Linked DNA regions of Anser cygnoides: region 2 is linked to region 1. Evidence: chromatin contacts called from public Hi-C data. All regions are on one chromosome and are shown on one strand. The core of a region is the stretch at or near the end of the contact, and the rest is flanking DNA. Distances in the headings are between cores, read along the strand shown. Region 1 holds the start of SLC16A2 (solute carrier family 16 member 2). Region 2 holds the start of CHIC1 (cysteine rich hydrophobic domain 1).

What was found. A called contact is a pair of places that touch in the nucleus more often than the background predicts.
Region 2: a contact with region 1 is called in a Hi-C map of liver, with 1.6 times the contacts expected there. The contact joins the promoter of CHIC1 here to the promoter of SLC16A2 in region 1. A contact is called at or near these places in 2 of 7 Hi-C or Micro-C datasets (both in liver).

The regions. Positions count from the first base shown.
Region 1 is chr13:5,002,860-5,005,750 of Taihu_goose_T2T_genome, forward strand. It overlaps SLC16A2 (solute carrier family 16 member 2), which reads right to left and starts at 1,546. Exons shown (of 6, transcript XM_048070656.2): 1 at 1,039-1,546. The coding sequence starts at 1,531.
Region 2 is chr13:5,207,698-5,210,397 of Taihu_goose_T2T_genome, forward strand. CHIC1 (cysteine rich hydrophobic domain 1) reads right to left here and starts at 1,405. Exons shown (of 6, transcript XM_048070551.2): 1 at 1,135-1,405. The coding sequence starts at 1,316.

The DNA.
Region 1 (2,891 bases), core at 296-2,795:
ACGCACAACGCGCAGGCACACACACACACGGACATCAATCACGGTAATTACAATCGTCTGCACGTTCCCAGCTCCCTGCCATGCTGCCGCTGCCCATCGTCTCTCTGGTAACAGCACCACAGGGTTAATTCTGCATCCCCAGGGTTAATTCTGCACCCCTGGGGTTAATTCTGCATCCTCGGGTGCAGCCCAGCATTGCTTTCCTCCTTGTGTGCCCATGGCTGGGGTCACCAATGCATGGGGCAGCTTGGGCAGTGGTGGTCCCCAAAATTCAAGTTTGAGCCCCTTGACATCCCCTGGATAGCCCTAGCCTCATCCGGAGTGATGGCAAAACCACAAGCACTTGTTCCTACCCAGCAAGCTGGGCCACGGTGCACACCACGGGGACGGAGGTGACCTGCTCCTGGAGGATGCCGAGCCCTGGGACAAGGCAGGCGTCCCTCGGGGGCCCCTGGCCTGCACCCTGCAGCTGGGGTCCCTCTGCCAACTCCACTCAAACAGCAGAGACATCAAAATGAGAAACTTCCCCGTGCCCAGCGTTAACACAACGCAGCCTCGAGCTGGTTTTTGGTCCCACCAAAAGGCACCGTTTGGGGACGAGGCCCCATGGCAGCGCTTCAGGACCCACGCACGCCGGGTGGCCGTGGCTTCGAGGAAGCGTGGCTGCCAGGCAGATGCTCTCCCACCCCGATCCCAGAGATAGGGCAGGCAGGCAGCCCAGAAAACCCACACCGAGAATCAAGAGGCAAACCCAACAAGCGGGTGGCCGGCACACGCCGCCTGCTCCTCACGCCAAAACGCGGGGCGGGCGGGCGGGACGGGGTGCGGGCACGCTTTTCGGATGAATTACTTTTAATTGAGTACGTAGTAGCTTAGAAACACATGACAGTGCCAGAGATAAATATAGTAAGGAGGGCAGGGATGGCGGGGGCAGGGAGCAAGCACAGTTCAATGCCTCCAGCGGAGGCTCCGGGGGGCCGGGATGGGAAAGGGGTCGGGAAGGGGGTCGGGAAGGGGGTCGGGAAGGGGGTCCCGTACCTGTTTTAAACTCCAGCGCGGGGTCGTTCTCGCCCTCGCCCAGGTCGCTCTGCAGCATGGTGTAGATGATCCCGAAGGAGTTGTGGATGCCGAAGATGGAGCCGTTGCACCAAGCGGCGGCGAAGACCACAACCCAGCCGAAGCCGCCCTCGGGGGGCTGGAAGGGCGCGGCGGCCCCGCTCCCGGCCCCGTTCCCGGCCCCGTTCCCGTTCCCATTCCCGGTCCCGTCCCCGGTCCCGGTCCCGTCCCCGGTCCCGGTCCCGTCCCCGGTGCCGGTCCCGGTGCCGGTGCCCGGCTCCCCCTCGCTGCCCGCCGCCCGTCGCTGCGCCATCGCGGCCGCGCTCCGGCCGCCGCCCGCCGCCCGCCTGCCCCGCAGCCGGTCCCAAATGCCCGCCGGCCCCCCCGGCCGGCCCCCCCGCCCGCCCCCTCCTGCCGCAGCCTCCCTCCCCGCCTCCCCTCCTCCGCCGCCTCCATCCTCCTCCTCCTCCTCCATCGCCCCAACCCCGGCCCCTACCTGCGCGCCCACCCCCTCCCCTCGCGCCCCCCCCGCCCGGCCCTTTCTCCCCCCCGGCCCACCCCAAGACCCGCCCAGCCCTCCCCGGCCGGGGTCCCCGAGGGGCTCAGGGGTGGCCCCGGGTCCCGCCGCCGCCCCGCATCGCCCAGCGCCGCCGCCACCGCATCCTGCGGCGGGCACAGCCCCGGGGCGGGCCCCCGCCAGCGCCGCCCCCAGCCCTCCCCTAAAGTGGGGCAGCACCGGGAGGGTGTTGTGTTGTGCTTTGTTTTTGGGGTGGTGGGAGAGGAATAAAGGATCGGGGGGGGGGGGGGGGGGGAACCCCTCGCGCGGCAGGTGAAGGCGGCTCAGGGGGCAGGCAGATATGGGGCGGCCTCGAGGGGGGGGTCCCCAAAAAGCCGGCGGCTCTTTGGCTGTGCGCCCCCCTCCCCCCGGCCGTTTTTACGCAGGGGTTTTTATTTCTCATTTACATCCCCGATTTACTCCAGCGCGGCGGGATTGCGCCCCCACCAGCGCCACCCGACCCCGCCGCCGGAGGAATTGCAGATTTATTCCCCTTCCTCCGCCGCAGTCTCCTCCCCGGATCCCCGACTCGGCAGCAGCAGGATGGGAGCATCTTCCACTGCCCCCTGCCGACGCTCGCAGCCGCAGCTCCCAGGTCTCAGCCCCGCGGCGGGGGGGCTCCGGGCTTGCCCTTTCAGCCCCCTCGGTAGAGTGCAGCTGAAACCCAAGGGAAAATGGGGGAGCCCTTCCCCACCGCACACGGCATCCCGATGGGATTTTTTCCCCCCCCGTGGTCTCGGCAGGCCCTCGTGGGGTCGTATCCTGCCCACCTCGTGCCGAGCCCCAGCCGGCAGCATCGCCTGGTGGGACGCCAAACAGAGCCGGGGGGGCACAGGGGTCGGTGGCTCCAATAAAAAGCAGTCGGTGGCTCCAAAAAAAAAAGCAGCAGGGAAGGGAGGCTGGGTGGGAATATCTTACAAAAACACCGCGGGAATCGTATCGGAGGGATGTGCCCTTGGAAAAGAACAGGAGTTAACAGCAGGCTGCGACCTCCCTGGGCGCTGCACGGTGTCGGGGGGCTCCAGCCCCGCCGCAGGGCTGTTCCGAGCCAGCATCGAAGACAAAACATTGCTGGCAGCTTCTGGTGCCCAGACAAAAAACCCAGCTCCAGCCGGGACATTGTCATGCCTGGCACAGCCGCGGCCCCACATGCCCGTCATTAGCGAGGCTTTTCTTTGTAGCTTTCAGCCCTGGCTGCGACAGCCGTGACATCTGGCCTGACAAAGGCGACACACTGTCCTCCCGGGGGAACAAACATTTTCGGGGCAGCGTTAAGGCA
Region 2 (2,700 bases), core at 155-2,654, 200 kb after region 1:
ATGGGTAGGTGCTATTCTGAACATTTTGCTTGTTACATCCCTCCTTTAGTTAGGCCGCATGCTCTGTGGGGTCAGGTCTGAAAGAAACTCCATCAACACAAGCAAGCACACTGCGGTGCAGCACAGCAGCTACCCACTGGCACTAGCTCAATGCAAACCTGATTTAGACTTACATGACAGACACCATACCAAATCCAACATTAGTTCTCTTAGGATGAAAGAGCCTTCCCCACCTAGTGCTTTGCTGCAGAAAGCTAGATCACACTGCACCTATTCACAGAGAGAAATGTGCATTCTTTTATGCAGTCTAAAGACAGACCCAGAGCAACACAAGCTTGATGGATCTCTGCAATACAAGTCCTGATACCTCCCTCCTTGTCATGTAAAGGTACATCACCACCACTGAGTTGTTGTGGCTGTATTTTGTTATACTAATTCCTCCACTTATTGGGGTAGGAATAGTGAGAAAAACAAAACAAAAACCAAGCAGACTTTGCATGTTTATGTCAGTTTGTTCATGTTGCGTCCCACCAGTTTATGCGAGCAGAACACACTGCAGCTCACGTTACATCCCAATGACAAGAACTGCTTAAACCCAACAAAACTCAAAACTAACTTTGGAGTCAATAAATTACAACACAGCCACGTGCCTCCTCTGCAGTGCAGCACGGGGACTCCGTGGCTCCGCTGTGACAGAGAAGGGTTACGGTAAAATCCGTCCAACAGCGCCCAAACCTTTGGGCTGGGCCCAGCACCATGCACGTTTCCCTTGGTTCTGACAGAAAACAGAGGAGGGAGCCCCAGGATCACCACGGCTGGGCCCAACGGGGGGGGGGGGCGTCCGCTACCCCGGGGGGCAGCGGCCCCTCACAGCTGCCCCCTCACACAGCCAGGGGGGTGCATGGCTGGGGCCCGGCTCCTCCTCACCCCCTGTCCCCCGAGGCTGGCCCCTGCCCTCTCAGGCTTGCCCCTGTCCCCTCACACCGCCCCTGTCCCCTCAGGCAGCCCCGTCCCCTCACACCCCCCTGTCCCCTCACAGTCCCCTAAGGCAGCCCCCTGCCCCCTCACACCGCCCCTGTCCCCTCACACCGCCCCTGTCCCCTCACAGTCCCCTCAGGCCGCCCCCCTCCTTACACGGTGATGTGCCCGGCGCCCCGTACCGCCACGGGATCCGGCGCATCGCGGGGCCGGGGCAGCTCCTGGCTGCGCACCACGGGCCCGGACTCCTCCTCCCCTTCCTCCCCTTCCTCCTCCTCCTCCTCCTCCAGCTCGTAGATGGTGTCGAAGTCCGCCATGTTGGGCAGCAGCACGCTCATCGCCAGCCCACCCCCGGCGCGGACCGGCCGCGCGCATGCGCAGTGCTGCTCCGGGGGGGGGAGGGAGGGGAGGGGGAGAGGCGGGCGCGCAGGCGCACTGGCGCCGACGCCGGCACCTCAGGTGTGGTGGCGGCCGTTGGGCGGCGCGCGCTCTTCCCGCCTTTTCGCAGAGGGGCGCGAGGTGAGGCTGAGGGGGAGTCGGAACGAGGGAGTTGTTTAAGTGGATTTCCGATGAGGATATTGTTTTCAAATATCATTTTCAAACGATTCTCTCTCTCTCTTTTTTTCTTTGTTTAATTCTTTTTGAAAAACGAGTCCAGAATAAATGGGGGTGTTGTGTTGAGAGGGAAGCAAAGCCCCTTAGGAGGAGTTCCACAGCTGGAAAAGGAAAAAAAAAAAAAATCTCAGACTGGTTGAGAGGGGAGGGATGTCCCCACCTGTGTGCAGGTGATTGTTGTTAAGTTTAAAATTTGAGCATTTAAGTTTAAAGTTTAAGCACTTAGATTAGTCCCCTACTGCAAGTCAGAAGTGAGCTAAAGAAAAGTATTGGTGTCTTGAATGGCAAGCTAGGAATCAGAAGTAAGGTTCTGACATAATTTCTTTTTTCTTCTTAGTGTGTTAGTGTAGGTACTTTAAAGTAATGCATTTGGTTTAGAGTGTGGCCAAATCTGAATTTGTGTCTTACAGCTTCTCTGAGGAAGGAAGCTCACCTATCCCCTAACTGAGGGGAAGAATGGGTTTCTGCGCCTGTCTGCTATTCTTAGGAAAGAATTTTCCTCATAAATTCTCTTCGCTGTTTTTTAGGACTTTCTACACAGTAGCAAAAAGCAGCCGATTTTATTTTGAAAATTTTTGCTGATTCTGAAATCAAAATTGTATGCGCTACAGTTTTATCTGTGCCACACACTTGTACTTCAACATTCTGCACAACTTTGGTGGAGTTGCAGGTAAATCACATTCTGATGCTTGAGGAAAATAAAAAATTATAACTGAGGTAGAATTTTTTTAATGAAATTATATATTCCATTTTGATCTCATATTATTAAGCAATATGAGTAAAAAAGTAATGTGAGTTAAAGTGAGTTTATTAGTGATTAATATTATGGATGAATTACAGAGAAAGTAAGTGTGGGGCAGAACGTATTTTGCTGTCATTGATCAAATGTTAAAAAGGTGTCCTGTTTAGAAACAAGTTGAAAAGGTGAAAGTAATGCTTTAACTGATAATCTAAATTGTTTTCTACTCAACTTCCATTCTATACTTGAGATTACCATTCATAATCCATGGAAAGAAAGTCTTGAAACCGCTGAAATGAAGACTTATAAGGGTTACTAATAATGTGTGGGCTTTTATTTTATTCTCAGTTAAATTTGGGATGTCTACT